Linked DNA regions of Mus musculus: all the other regions are linked to region 2. Evidence: chromatin contacts called from public HiChIP or PLAC-seq and promoter capture Hi-C data. All regions are on one chromosome and are shown on one strand. Each heading gives the region's core, a stretch centred on a gene start, on an enhancer-like site or on the middle of the called end of the contact. The rest is flanking DNA. Distances are from core to core; before and after follow the strand shown.

Evidence for each region. Promoter capture Hi-C pulls out the DNA fragments that hold promoters and counts their contacts. HiChIP or PLAC-seq counts read pairs in DNA pulled down with a chosen protein or histone mark.
Region 1: an H3K27ac HiChIP or PLAC-seq map of microglia shows a contact between it and region 2, with 6 times the contacts expected there. The contact joins the promoter of 1110059G10Rik here to the promoter of Fyco1 in region 2. A contact is called at or near these places in 2 of 39 promoter capture datasets (liver and pre-B cells) and 2 of 115 datasets of contacts at active chromatin or transcription factors (astrocytes and microglia).
Region 3: a promoter capture Hi-C map of stem cell-derived epiblast-like cells shows a contact between it and region 2, with 5 times the contacts expected there. The contact joins the promoter of Tmem158 here to the promoter of Fyco1 in region 2. A contact is called at or near these places in 10 of 39 promoter capture datasets (the 3T3-L1 cell line, the HPC-7 cell line, cranial neural crest and 5 more), 4 of 484 Hi-C or Micro-C datasets (embryonic stem cells, nephron progenitors and pre-B cells) and 3 of 115 datasets of contacts at active chromatin or transcription factors (astrocytes and embryonic stem cells).
Region 4: a contact with region 2 is called in a promoter capture Hi-C map of stem cell-derived epiblast-like cells, with 6 times the contacts expected there. The contact joins the promoter of Cdcp1 here to the promoter of Fyco1 in region 2. A contact is called at or near these places in 3 of 39 promoter capture datasets (embryonic stem cells and stem cell-derived epiblast-like cells) and 1 of 115 datasets of contacts at active chromatin or transcription factors (embryonic stem cells).
Region 5: a contact with region 2 is called in a promoter capture Hi-C map of pre-B cells, with 3 times the contacts expected there. The contact joins the promoter of Exosc7 here to the promoter of Fyco1 in region 2. A contact is called at or near these places in 5 of 39 promoter capture datasets (cranial neural crest, erythroid cells, fetal liver and 2 more), 2 of 484 Hi-C or Micro-C datasets (erythroblasts and muscle stem cells) and 2 of 115 datasets of contacts at active chromatin or transcription factors (embryonic stem cells and pro-B cells).

Annotation. Positions count from the first base shown.
Region 1 is chr9:122,949,577-122,952,296 of GRCm38.p6, reverse strand. It overlaps 1110059G10Rik (RIKEN cDNA 1110059G10 gene), which reads left to right and starts at 1,297. Exons shown (of 3, transcript NM_025419.4): 1 at 1,297-1,492. The coding sequence starts at 1,385. Kif15 (kinesin family member 15) reads right to left here and starts at 1,216. Exons shown (of 35, transcript NM_010620.1): 1 at 1,145-1,216. The coding sequence starts at 1,163.
Region 2 is chr9:123,850,564-123,853,263 of GRCm38.p6, reverse strand. Fyco1 (FYVE and coiled-coil domain containing 1) reads left to right here and starts at 1,365. Exons shown (of 18, transcript NM_001110253.2): 1 at 1,365-1,483. It overlaps Xcr1 (chemokine (C motif) receptor 1), which reads left to right. Exons shown (of 2, transcript NM_011798.4): 2 at 1-949. It overlaps Gm51700 (a long non-coding RNA gene), which reads right to left. Exons shown (of 2, transcript XR_003948283.1): 1 at 2,263-2,700; 2 at 1,301-2,033.
Region 3 is chr9:123,259,432-123,262,131 of GRCm38.p6, reverse strand. Tmem158 (transmembrane protein 158) reads left to right here and starts at 1,343. Exons shown (of 1, transcript NM_001002267.2): 1 at 1,343-2,700. The coding sequence starts at 1,587. The coding sequence ends at 2,447.
Region 4 is chr9:123,214,656-123,217,355 of GRCm38.p6, reverse strand. Cdcp1 (CUB domain containing protein 1) reads left to right here and starts at 1,318. Exons shown (of 9, transcript NM_133974.3): 1 at 1,318-1,528. The coding sequence starts at 1,447.
Region 5 is chr9:123,111,793-123,114,492 of GRCm38.p6, reverse strand. It overlaps Exosc7 (exosome component 7), which reads right to left and starts at 1,262. Exons shown (of 8, transcript NM_001081188.1): 1 at 1,171-1,262. The coding sequence starts at 1,227. Zdhhc3 (zinc finger, DHHC domain containing 3) reads left to right here and starts at 1,299. Exons shown (of 7, transcript NM_001372538.1): 1 at 1,299-1,497.

The sequences.
Region 1 (2,720 bases), core at 48-2,547, 900 kb after region 2:
CCATCTTCACCCACACAAGCAACCTACACACAAACTACACTCGCAGCTGTGCACACATATACACATGCATGTGCACTCACATACACACCAATAATTAAAAATAATTTAAGAAAGATAATAGGCAATATAAGAGGTGGCACTCATATACGTTGGAAGTGGGGGATTAAATCAATCTCTTTGTGATGAAAACAGATTAATATATATATTAGTCTACTCATAATCTGCACTTCTTTTTTCTATGTTTTTTTCCTCAGCCATCAATCACAATCTAAAACAACTAAATAGAAAATTCAGAATGAAACAATTTCTAAGCCTTTTTTTTTTTTTTTTTTTAAACAAGGTCTCAATATAAAGCCTCATGCTACACAACTCTTTTTAGCCAGGTACTATAAACACTACTCTCCTAACAGTCTCAGCCATTTGTTATTAGATCAAGTGGCTATATCACAATGCTTGTGTTCAAGTGACTTTTGGATACTAACTCTGTCATACTGTCTACAGAATTTCTCTCAGCAAGTAGACACCGTAGAATCTCATAGGATAAAAGACCGGTATAATAAGACACTATGTCAAAGACTACTTTCAAATAACTATTACTGTCTATTACTATAATTGAGGCAAAGACTACTTTCAAATAACTATTACTGTCTATTACTATAATTGAGGTATTTTAGTATTAGCTAATCTTAGTACACTTAGTTTACAGAGCACATTATCTATAGGGTTCTGTACTAAGATACAGTTCTGGTTTCAGGAACTCATGAAGTCTTGCATGAAGAATGGGAACTGTTGTAAAGGGACCGTTGCAATTCGCTTTAAAGTTCCCTCCTCTGAGGGTAGGCCACCGAAGGGAACACAAATCCCTTCCCTTCAAAAAAGGCAGAAATAGGTAATCAAGCATCAAGTGCAGCGCAAGGGCCGCCCTCAGGACACCAGAAGCCAGCAAGGAAACAGCAGGGTCCCATGCACAGAGAAGAGCGCTCGGGTGTAGGGTGGCCGAGGCGGGACGCCCGCGCTCCGTGAGGAACTCGGGTTCCCACTGCGTGTGCCGTCGTCGCCCTCGCGGGGCGCCCTAAGAGGTGACGCCCCGTAGCACCGGCATCTGCCAGCGGCGATGAGTTCACCAGGCAGGCTCGCAACTTACATTTGCAGCCGGGGGCCATGGCGACCCCGTCCGAGATTCGCTTACGCCAGGACCACCAGAATCCTCCCTTCAAGATGGCCGCAGATTTGAATTTGGCGCCCCAACGGACCACGCCTCCTGGGCGTGGTCGGATGGCGTCACTAACACGGTCTACGTCAGAAGTCCGCGCGGGCGACAGACACTTTGTACCCTGCCAAGTCTGCCGAGTGCTATTTATTGTTGGTCAGAACCAGAACTACCATGAGCAAGCGGAACCAAGTGTCCTATGTGCGGCCCGCAGAGCCCGCCTTCCTGTCCCGCTTCAAAGAGAGAGTCGGCTACAAGGAGGGGCCCACCGTAGAGACCAAGGTGAGGCCGCGGGAGTCGCCCCGAGTCAGACCCTCTATCTCCACCCCACTTCCGGCTCCTCGGTGCCGACGTAACTGACAGGTCCCTCACTCGCGACCAGCCGGACCCCAGGTCTGGCCTCTCGGGTCCAGGAATTCTTACTTGCAGGGTGCTATTCTTGAAAACGACCTAGCCCTAGTAGCTAGTCTAGACAGCTTTTCTGTCCTTTCTTACTTGCGGATCTCACTTTACCTGAGCAAGGTGATTGACAGCGTCGTCCCCTTTTTCAGATAAGGAGACCGAAGCCACTTGATTAAACGACTCGAATCAGGAGTCTTTGAAGGAATCAGCCAGGACTAGTAGAACCCCTGCTGTTTACCAAGCTGTGTGTCTCAAGATAGGGAAATGAAACAGTACTTCTCAAAGGGGGTTGTCTAATGAAGGTAACATTGAAAACACAATGCGTTCTTGCTGCCGAGAAGCTATGCACAGGTCAAACAAGAGGACATGCAGTTGTGTTCAAAAGCGCATCTAGGGATTCTTTAGTTTTGAGGGCTAGCTATGTAAGAGATGGCCTGGAGCATCCTAGACACAGTTTGAGAAAAAAAGACAGACATAATGGACAGTTGAGTACTCAAACTTAGTTGTCTAGACTCTTAGAAGCTGTGAAAGTTACATGGGATAAAATATAGTAGTGGGCAAAGGCCAAGTCATGCAGGGTATTCCCCATAAGATGACTGCCCAAAATTAAATATTAGACAGTTGCTTGAAAAATGAGATAATTCTGTATTTATCTCAAAGTATGCAAAACCTTTCTTAGTTAAAAAGTAGAAATGTTTTGACTTAGCTGACAAAATATAATTGTTACATTTGTACAGTGAGTACTAGGTTTCTGTTTGATAAATTTCAAAAGTTAAACAATTATGTACAGTATTGTTTATGTACAAAACCTTTTATATAACTATTTGTGTGTCCTTGAATAGCAGCTAATAGTATCTGCTGGGCAGTGGTGGCACATGTCTTTGAATCCTAGAACTCAGAATGAAGAAGCAGGCAGATCTCTGACTTCCAGACCAGCCTGATCTACAAATGGAGTTGCAGGGCAATGAAGGCTAAACAGAGGAAACCCTGTCTTGAAAAACAAACAAAGATATCTACAAAACTGAAGCTGTTAGTATATCAAATGAGCAGAGGTAGGGGAAAATATAATTTTCCTGTTATTTTCTGTACTTTTGTGGCTTGGATGGTA
Region 2 (2,700 bases), core at 116-2,615:
AATAAAAGCTGTGACTGATGAGGTAACTCAGAGAGAAGGGGTGTGGCGAGCATTGTCACCTGTAGGGACTTTTGTGAAGACTCAGAAGCAGCCACTGTCTTGACCTTAGTTCCTTTTTGCTGTCTCACTGGTGTCCCGGGAGCCATCTTAGATCTGACACCATGTACAGCAGATCAGGACTCTGTGGCACAGTGCTCTCCACCCCACATATTCCTTCACAAGGTTGTCTTCCACATGCCTCACACTCTCAATCTTAACATCCCAAAGCTGTTCAGGCTGTAGTCAGAGCAAGTTTTTCTTAGTTCACTCTATTGATAAATCTTTATTTCTGATGTCATTTCCTCCCACTTCTTCCCTTTTTTTTGTTTTCCTTTGTTAACAGAAAGGGGAATCATTTCTCTTCGTGAGGTTTTTTTTATCCTCATCCACAAACTGACAACTCCATCAAGTTAATATGTTGTCTCATATACCTCCAGTATAAAATATGAAATTAACTTAAAAGATTTCTTTTCCTTCCTGTATGAATTTATCCTGAGAACCTGGAATGCTGAAGTCTGGCAGATGCCACTATTAGCTAAGTCCTGTAAGGTACACAAGCATTTCTAGCTAACATGATGAAAATAAGGCAGTGTGAGGAGCCAGCCAGAGCTAAGAAGCGAACCTAATCATGGGCTGACATTCCTATGTACTGTCCCCTGTCTTTAGCATGTTCATCCATACTGGACTTGGAATGCAGTGTTCTATTGCACCAGGCTTCAGGGTGCTTTGCAACTCAGCAACAAGCAAACACGGGACTGAGGAAGCTAAGCATGGTAGTTCTTTAGCACATATTTTCAAACACTGTTTTTTAAGTGTCTGTTAATGAGGGGGAAACAAAAACTGAGAACTTAGGTCCAGCAGTACATACTAAGTTCATTTTTTTTTAGCTTCATAAATAAAACGTAATAGTACAAAAATACTAATGAGATTATTCTCAGATTGTTTGGGGGGTTTCGGAATCGGGCACATTATTTTATATTTACAGCTCATGCACAGTTCAAAGCCAATCGGTCACAATGCATGAGCTTAACAACAGTAAACAGCACTCGTTCAGGATTCTACACACGACTTCCGGGTATCCGAAGCTTGTTCGAGTTTCAGGAAGTGACGTCTGCCGTGAGACATGCCGGGAGTCGTAGTTAGCGTCCACCGTCCAGTTGCACCCGATGGGAGTTGTAGGCCATCCGTGAAGCATGCCGGGAGTTGTAGGCCATCCGTGAAGCATGCCGGGAGTTGTAGGCCATCCGTGAAGCATGCCGGGAGTTGTAGGCCATCCGTGAAGCATGCCGGGAGTTGTAGGCCATCCGTGAGGCATGCCGGGAGTTGTAGTCCGCGCGCGCTCTGGGGCTACTGGGCGCTTCATGGCAGTCGGCTCTGTGCTCGCCTACTCTTCCGCTCGGCCCTAGAAAGTTTCGTTTCTGCCCAGCGGAGGACCCACGAGCGTGTAAGTGCCGCAGGCGCCCGGACAGGCATCGGGGACACTGGGGCCTTTCTGGACGTCGGCGCGGAAGCTTCGTGGGGGCGTGGGTCGTCCCCTCCCACACAGGGCGCCTCGGGAGAACCCTCTCTCCAGAGAGGTTAGCTCCAATACGCAGGCTGTCTGCGGGGTCGTAGAAAGACCCTCAACACTGTTCCAAGATCGGAGCCGGCAGAAGGGGGCCGCCCTGTGAGGCGGAGCTTCGGCAGCTCTCCCCGAACCCCTGGCACAGCAGCCAAACCCCGAAGTTCTCGCGGGCACTGGGACTTGATCCCCAGAAAGCCAAACCCTCCTCTCTGCAGGACTCCTGACGCCCCTTCGGTCCAGGAGACACAGTTTGTTCCTTTTGTATCTTCGCTGACCTGACCCGCTGCCCTTATGCTCAGATAGTTCAAGGGGGCTCTGCGGTCAAGTTTCTGGAAACACCTGTAGGACGACTGAATGTATCTGGTGTGGTAGCTTGTCCTGTTGGCACCCAGGCTTGGGCTGCGGATGGGGGGCAGGGCGGAGCGACATCCTATTTGCATAAAAGAAGAGAACATGTAGTTGACACTTAAGCCAAGTCAAGTAGCTTCCTATTAATGCTATGATTCTCTGTGTCACTCTGCAAAGTTCCCACGGCTGGGCTGTCTCCTGCAGAAAAAACAGCACTTGTTTCTTTCTGTCCCTATGATTGTTTGACTTAACACAGGTGGTTTCCTTTCCAGACAGAAATGGGGCAGAGGCTCAGGACTTAATCTACTTACAGCCTCTCTCAGCAATGGTGGTCTGAAGCAGGTTAATTCCTCTGCCATCTGCTTGCTGCTGTTGCTGGGTTGGGGGAAGGGAGCTGTGGGTTTCTACTTTTAGTTTTGCAACCTCCTGGCTGCCCCGACACTCTCGGTCTATGACAACCAGTTCTGCTGTGTTGAAATGCAGAATACTGATTATGGGCCAGGATTGTTATCCTGGAAATCAGCCCAGGGCTGACTGTCAGCCTCCTTTACCTAAAAGGATCTGAAAAAAACAAAAACAAAAACAAAAAAAACTATAGCTTTAGGAGACAGAATTTATCTGTTTGTTTAATGTTCATATTTGTGTATCACTTCTTGAAAATTGTTTATTTTATTAAGAAAATAGATAACGTATACAGAGTCCTGCAGTACCGTGTGTGTGTGTGTGTGTGTGTGTGTGTGTGTGTGTTC
Region 3 (2,700 bases), core at 94-2,593, 590 kb after region 2:
GGGTTTAGTGGTACATGGCTTTAGTCCCAGAACTCAAGAAGCAGGGGCAAGTGGATCTCTGAGAGTTTGAGGCCGGTCTGGTCTACATAATAAGTTCCAGGACAGCTAAAGCTACGAAGTGAAACCTTGACTCAAAAGAAAGAGCAGGAGAAAGAATGAAAGAGAGAGAGAGAACTATTTAGAGAAATATATTTAGCACTTTGTACCCAGCAATGGCTGTCATCCTGTCCTTCACAGGCCCTTGGGAAAGCTTAGCTGGCTTAGAGGGAGGGTCACTCTTAGATTTACAGAGCACAACTGTTTCAAGCCATTTTAGGGGTCAGTTGACATTAGTTTCCAAGTGTGAGGCCAGAAAACAAGGGAAGTGCAGTTTGCTCCTTTTTGTGATGGGGATTGAACCCTGGGCTTGCTAGGACACTAGGAAAGCACCCTTCCAACTGAGCTGCCTCTTCTTCCCAAGAACGTTTTTTGTTCTTTACAGAAAGCATCTTTCTGTGTAGCCCAGGCTGTCCTCAAACTCATAATTCTCCTCACCACCTTAGTACTGGATTTTGTTTATTTGAGACAGGTTTTCAGGTAGCCCAGGCTGGCCTCTCCAAGGAACTTGGACTCTGGATTCTCACTTGGGATTACAGACTTGTACCATCAAGCTCAGGACTCAGGTAGGCTTCTTAATATAAATTGTATCCTATTAAATTACTCTTGACAACTCCACCTCTCCACAATATACATCCCGGAAGACTGATATTCATGGACTCTAACATACAAATTTTTTGTGTCTATGTGCACACTAGACTGCAGGTGTCCTCAAGCATCCGACCTGTGGGATTTGCATTCCCATTGCCCCAACCAACACCAAAACTTCAGAATTTTGAGGATTTTTTTATGAGTTCTCTTCCTGTAAAACAAAACAACGAAACAAAAACAAAACAAAAAACAAAACAACAACAACAACAAAAAAACCCATATGTATCTATTGTGGTGAAGACACATTAAAACCAGCCAGACTCCAGATCTGAATTTCTGAACTCAGCAGAAAGGTACAAGAGTCCTGTCTCTGGCTCCTGAGGTAGCCCGGAGACTTTCTCCCTTCTTAGTTTCTCCTAAGCAGAAAGGAGGTACTGATTAGCTCTCCTGGGGGCGTGACAGAGGGACTGTCTGGGCTCCGGGACTCGCTCTGGGCTTCCCGCCCTCGGGGGTCCCCTCGCTCCGCCTCCACGCACCGCCCTGTCGCTCAGGTCTTCAGTTCCCGCCCCTGCGAGTGGAGCCCCGCCCTCCCAATTCCCCGCACCCGGTGAGCCGGGGGCGGGGCGCGCGGAAGGCGGAGCCGAGCAGGGGAATCCTCTCTCGTTTCGCCGCGAGCCAGCAGAGCCTCCTGGCCGTCCAAGGGCCCCAGCTCTGGGGGCAGCGGAACCTCGACGAGCGGAGTCTGAAGAGGCCATCGCGGCCCGTGAGCCGGTGTCGTCCCAATACACTGGCAGAGTTCCGCCTCGGCCTTCCAGGCCCCGCGGTTCCCTCACCGGACGGTCGCCTGCGCGCCATGCAGCCGCCGCCTGCCCCGCGCGCGTAGGCGCTCGCCACAGGCCATGCTGCCCCTTCTCGCCGCGCTACTGGCCGCCGCCTGCCAGCTGCCGCCGGCGCACGGCGGGGCCACGGATGCGCCCGGCCTTGCAGGGACGCCCCCAAACGCCTCGGCCAATGCGTCCTTCACCAACGAACACTCCACCCCGCGTCTGCTGGCATCGGCGGCATCGGCGCCCCCAGAGCGCGCGGGCCCAGAGGAGGCTCCGGCGGCGCCCTGCAACATCAGCGTGCAACGACAGATGCTGAGCTCGCTGCTCGTGCGCTGGGGCCGCCCGCGGGGCTTGCAGTGCGACCTGCTGCTCTTCTCTACCAACGCGCACGGCCGCGCCTTCTTCGCCGCCGCCTTCCACCGCGTCGGGCCACCACTGCTCATCGAGCATCTGGGGCTGGCGGCGGGCGGCGCGCAGCAAGACCTGCGCCTGTGCGTGGGCTGCGGCTGGGTGCGCGGCCGCCTGCGGGCTCCCGCCGGGGCTCCCACCGCGCTGCCTGCCTACCCGGCGGCCGAGCCGGGGCCGCTGTGGCTGCAGGGCGAGCCTCGTCACTTCTGCTGCCTGGACTTCAGCCTGGAGGAGCTGCAGGGCGAGCCGGGCTGGCGGCTGAACCGCAAGCCCATCGAGTCTACGCTGGTGGCCTGCTTCATGACCCTGGTCATCGTGGTGTGGAGCGTGGCCGCCCTCATCTGGCCGGTGCCCATCATTGCCGGCTTCCTGCCCAACGGCATGGAGCAGCGCCGGACCACCGCCGGCGCCCCCGCGGCCGCTCCTGCAGCCGTACCCGCGGGGACTACCGCCGCTGCCGCCGCCGCTGCTGCAGCTGCTGCTGCTGCTGCCGCGGCTGTCACCTCGGGGGTGGCTCCTAAGTGACCCCCTCCGCCCCGCGTCCGCGCTGTGTAAGCGCTCGCACGCGCCTTCCTCACCGGAGACGGGGCAGGTGCGCTTCGTGCTGTCCTTATTGTTCATCCTTTTCCCGGGAGGGGACCGCAGAGAGGCACAAATGAGGTGGGAAAGTGGGGTTTGTGCTGAGGTTCTGGTTCGGAAGAGCAGGGGCAAGCTCTCGGGCTGAAGGGTGGGATCCACGCGTGGCTCGAGGACACAAGGGAAACCGGCTCTTTCCCCT
Region 4 (2,700 bases), core at 69-2,568, 640 kb after region 2:
GGAGAGTGTTTGCTTCTTTCTTCTTTGGAAACTGAGAAGAAAGGGATGAAGCTCTGGAGAAGTGACTTTTCATCTCCGTTGAGTATTAGCTCAGATTTTCCAGAAGCTAAAGAGAAATTGGGGCCACACTCTGACTGATACTGGGGCATGGGCTTCTGTTTCTGTCATAGATTCCTGGAAAGGTCTGAGTGACCTTGGCCATGGGCACAGTAAATGCATAGGGCCACTGAATCCTTTGGGCTGAAATCTGGCTTGCCATCCACGAGGTCCCAGACCATCTACCATCACTGCCTGTGATTCAGGACATGGGATGGCCTAGAGCAGTGGTTTTCAACCTGTGGGTTGCAACCTCTTTGGAGGTCAAATAACATTTGCACAGGGATTGCCTAAAACCATCAGAAAACAAAGATATGTACATTAAGATTCATAATATAAGCAAAATTATAGTTATGAAGTATCAATGAATAATTTCATGGTAGGGGGGTCATCACAACATGAGGAACTGTATTAAAGGGTTGCATTATTAGAAAGGTTGAGAACCTCTGGCCTAGAGGATAGAAGACTCCACAAGACCTCTTAAACCAGAACTAGGTAACCTAGCTATATCTGAGAAGAGATTGGCTGCAGGACAGACCAGCTTCTGATCAGAATCCTTCACGCTCACACCCACTGCCCAACTCAGTAGCACTGTGCCCACTCCCCTACTCACAACCCAGCTAAGGGCCTTGTGCACCTGCTTGGGTTTCTTCTCTTGAGCCTTTCCAGTCTCATGCACCCATTCAATCTACTCTTCCCACAATCAACGCAGGGTTTCTGAAGTGTCTCGTTCTAGCACCCTCGTCCAGCATCTGTGAAACCCTTACTTCAATAAAGAACAACCCAGCAACTTGGCAGAACCCACCCCGTGCCTTCACATCTGTCCTAACTTTGCCCTGCTTTGGCATCTTTGGGCTCGTTGCCCAAATAGGAAAGCTTATCTTGTCTGACACTGGGAAGAGCTGGTGAACTCTGGACACTGCAGGGGAGAAGCTGGAGCAGGCCTAGGCCCCTGTCCAGCAACAGAGAAAGCCAAAAGGTTGGGGATCAGTGACCAACAGGAACCTCAACCAGCACACCTGAACAGCGGAAGGAGAAGGAGCTGGCTGGCAACAAAGTCTTTTGGACTTTGAGAAAGGAACTGAAGCCCGGGAAGGCGGGGACAAATTTGCCTCAAGGCCACCGGGCAAGGGAGGGTAGTACCTGAGCTGAGGCAGGAAGAGGAGGAGGCCACAGAGGAAGCGTGGGTCACCCTCGCTCTTGCTGAGCGGGCGGGGCGGGGTCCTGCGCGCAGGTGAGCGGCGGGGCAGGGCGGGGCGCAGCTGCGTTTCGGTGCCTAGGCGCCACCGAGGCCACTCGCAGACACAGGCCACAGTCGTGCCCTAGGGAGACCGAGGCGCCCCCCGAGTCATGGCCCACTCGGCCTGCGGGTTCTCAGTCGCACTGCTGGGGGCCCTGCTGCTGGGCACAGCACGCCTGCTGCGCGGGACAGGTAAGAGCAACCTGTGGCCGGCCAGGGAGGTGCCTGGAGGTGGCGCGTGTTCAGGGGTTACACGATCCGGACCTGGTAGCACAGTCCTAGATGGTGGGGCGAGGTCCCCGGGACGACTCGCCCCAGCGCTCAGGCACGTGGGAGAGTCCTGGACCTGGGTGAGCTTCCCTGGCCTAGGAACAAATAAGCGCGCGGAACAAGCCTTAGGAGGACGTTCTCCAGGCAGCACATTGTGCCATGGGTACTTTGCTGAGACTCTTAGGGATACTCGATTGGGACGTGGGAGAGCTTTCTTCTTCGGGCCCACTCCACACCTGGGCCAGAGAAGTGAGTGCAAGAAGAGGGTGGTTTGACTTCCCGCTGAGGTACCATTTTAGCTGTCCGTGCGTGCGCGCCCGCTCATCCTGAGGCCTAAGGACAGCTTCAAGCGGACAGTCACCAGGCAGCAGCGGGCATCTAGCTGCAGAGACCCCACAGGTGCCCCACCTCTTCCCTGGTGGAAGGTTGGAGTGTAATTCCGTGGAGCCTGTGAATTTCGAGTAGTTTGGATTGGGAGTAGAGGCTGCTCTGATCTCGGAGATCGCTCCAGGAAAGAATAGGATTTGTGGGCCCTAGGAGTAGAATACCGCGAATAAAACTAGCTTTCTTCAAGTAAGAACTTGATGTGAGGCTCTTTCTCAGACTCGCACAGGTTTTTATGTTTTAAAAAATAGTACGGTCCAAGTCATAGTTGGGGTCTGTAATATCAACAACTAAGGGGGTGTTTGTTTGTGTTGGACAGGTAGATAAATTAGCATAAATTAAAGAATAAAATTAAAACGGTGTGGTTAGACTTGGGCGTAAGCCGCAGGAAAACTTCCTGGTTTCTTTTTCCAACATTAGGTGATATATAACTGCATAGTAAACAGGAAGACTTAAGACCTCCTTTTAAACTACACACACAGACACACTGTGGTATATATTTTGTTGTTGCTAGCTAGGGTTTGGTTTCTGTTTTTCTGGGTCTCCCGGTGTCTCCCAAGCTGGCCTTAAAACTACTGAGTTTCATGCTCCCACTCCATACTCCTGGAATTCATTACAGATGTGGGCCACCACTTTCTTAGGAGTGAGTTTTCAATCCATTTAAGGGACAAAGTATGTAGTCCCGGTTGTAGAGTGTCTGCCTAGCAAGT
Region 5 (2,700 bases), core at 13-2,512, 740 kb after region 2:
GGATTTTTATTACTCAAGTTTAATATGAAACCTAATGACTGAATTTTGGCATTCCTTACTCTATATGAAGTAGAAAATAACAGTATGTCATATGATTTAGAAAAGAACATGCTTTCACTTGCATTATGTAGTTTAAATGGTAACAGGTCACCTTACTATGATGACTACATCACAAGATCAACTGTAGGGACAAGGCTTGTAGAATACTAGATTATGGTTGCCAGGAAACATTCTTCACTTCTCTTGAACGTTCAAAAGCAGGACTGAGCCCAGATCGCGGTAGTCATTGTAGCTACCCAAAGATCTAAGCGCCCCACAAGTAAAACAGGTAAATCAACAATTACACCATAGACTACCAGTCTGCTTTGAAAAATTCTTCTCAGCGGGTGGTGAAAAGGCATGCCTTCTGCCAAGGCAGGACTGATAGGAGTTACACACCAGCCTTGGATATAAAGCTCTCCTCCTCAAAAAAAAAAAGCAAAAAAACAAAAGGGTTGAGAATGCGGTTCCATGATAGAATGCCTGCCTAGCATGCACAAGGCCAAGAGGTTCAACCTCCAGCACCGCCAGAAAGAAAAACACTCCCTATTTTTCTCTATTTGTAAGACATGTGTGTGTATATGTCAGCGTGATTTCTCTTAAGATTGGGTCTTTATAGCTCAGTCTGGCCTTAAACTCCTGATTCTCTTGTCTCCACTTCCCAGCTGCTGGGATTACAGGTGCCAGCCACCAAGGTCTGGAGCATGCTAAGCACGCACTCTATTACCGATGCATTTCCTTCTTTCCTGTTTTTAGGGGGTGTGTGGCGTGTGGTGTTTGCTGTCAGAATTTTAAAGTCCTTTTCCCCCTCGGATACACGGCCTCTGTGTGCAAAGTCACCAGAGTCCATTCACGTGCCGCTATTCTGATTACAGGATCTCGGGCACTGCACTCTCAGGTCGTGCAGAGGCCACAAGGACATTCCTTCATTAAACTGCAGCCTCGGGAACTGCCCGCCCGCCGCTCCCTGATGAGCTAGGAATCTCCTCCATCCCGAGAGCTGTGGACATCTAGGCATACAGGACGCACACTCGCTGCAGCACTAAGCCTCGGGCGTCCGTCCTGACCACGTGGCCGCCCCGCACCTCCTCCCTGCGCAATATGGCCTGCACTCGCGGCCGCCACCGCTACCTGCACTCCATGAACGATGTAGACCTTCTCGGCCTCGCTTAGCGCCACCGACGCCATGCTGCTCAGCTCACCGCGCGCGCTGGCGTGTCATCAGCTCGCGCCTCTCCCCACCGCGCCTGCGCGTCATCAGCCCGCGCGGTGGCCGCTCCCGCAGCCGCGGCTGCCGCCACCGCCTGGAGCTCCATGGGCTTCTCCTTCGCACCGCCCCGTGTGAGGCCGAGTCCGGCAAGCCGTGGCGCCGGGTGCCCGTGCCATCGCGGACGCTGGCGGCTGGGCCCCGGGGCAGCAGCAGGCGGCGCGGGACTGCTAGCTGCCTCCAGATTGACGGTCAGTGCAGTGGGGAAGCCCCAGAAGGAGGGAGGCGCGGGGCCCCAGCCGGGACTGGATGGGAAGCGCGCAACCCGAGCGCTCGGGCCGGAGTCGAAGTAGCCGAGCGCGCGCACGTGAGACACTTCAGGAAGGCGGAAGTCGTGCTGCCCATGAGGGACCATCTCCTCAACCCCCTCCTAGTTGGTCCCTAGGATGGCTGAAGGAAAGAGACCATGGATCCCTCATTAGGTCACTGGTCGGGAAGGGTCTGCACCAGGAATGGGGCGCCAGCTTCTCAATTTTCTCACCCCTCCTTCCATTCCAGGGATCGATCTCTGTCCTGTCTTCCCTCATCCTTTCCTCCCCTACTGCCCATCATCAGATAATGGCCCAGAGCTTTGCAAGTTACCCTTGCCCCGTGCGGTTGCTGGAGTATTGTCCCAAAGAGAGTAGGGAGAGTGTCTTGCACTTCGGGATGCCTGGATGGAAGGGATCTCCGGGGAAGATGGATAACTTCATGAAAGAAAACCGACCCTGGGAGGATATGGGACCTAGGTTATCCAGAAAGGATGCCTGCAAGGTGAAGCTGGGGTCATAGTGAGGGGCCCTTTAAGGAAGAGAGGGGATATGAACTAAGTTTTAAAGGGTCTCTCTGAGAAAATGAGGGGAGACTTGGTAGAGACTTACCTGGTGTTCTATTTTAAACAAAAGTAACCCTTCAGCTTAATCATCAAGAAATAAAAGGTGCTGGCCACCCTTTGCCTTTAATCCCAGCGTTTGGGAGACAGAGCTAGGCGGATCTCTGAATTCGAGGTCAGCCTGTTCTACACTGTGAGTTCAAGGACAGCCTGAGCCACATAGTGAGATCCTGTCTCAAAGACACTGCCCCCACTCGTCGAAAAAAGGCTTTTTTTCTCTTGTGCTAACTAAGTAAGTAAACAGAACACTAACCAGAGTCCTCCAGGGTAGAAGGGAAGGCTCTTGTGAGCATAGCCACAGAGCATGGTGATTAGAGTTGTCATAGTGGATTACTGACTACGCTGAGATTTCAACAGTAACAGGAAGTGCCTGGCTATATTCCTAGGTACTGAACTGTTAGCTGCTGAGCCCTCAAATGATAGCCTCTTCTTGATAGACTGGATATGAATTTCCTGCGTCCATACATAATACTTACTACAGGTGCTCCTGAGACGGCTTCCTGTAGGGTTGGACTTTGCCCTC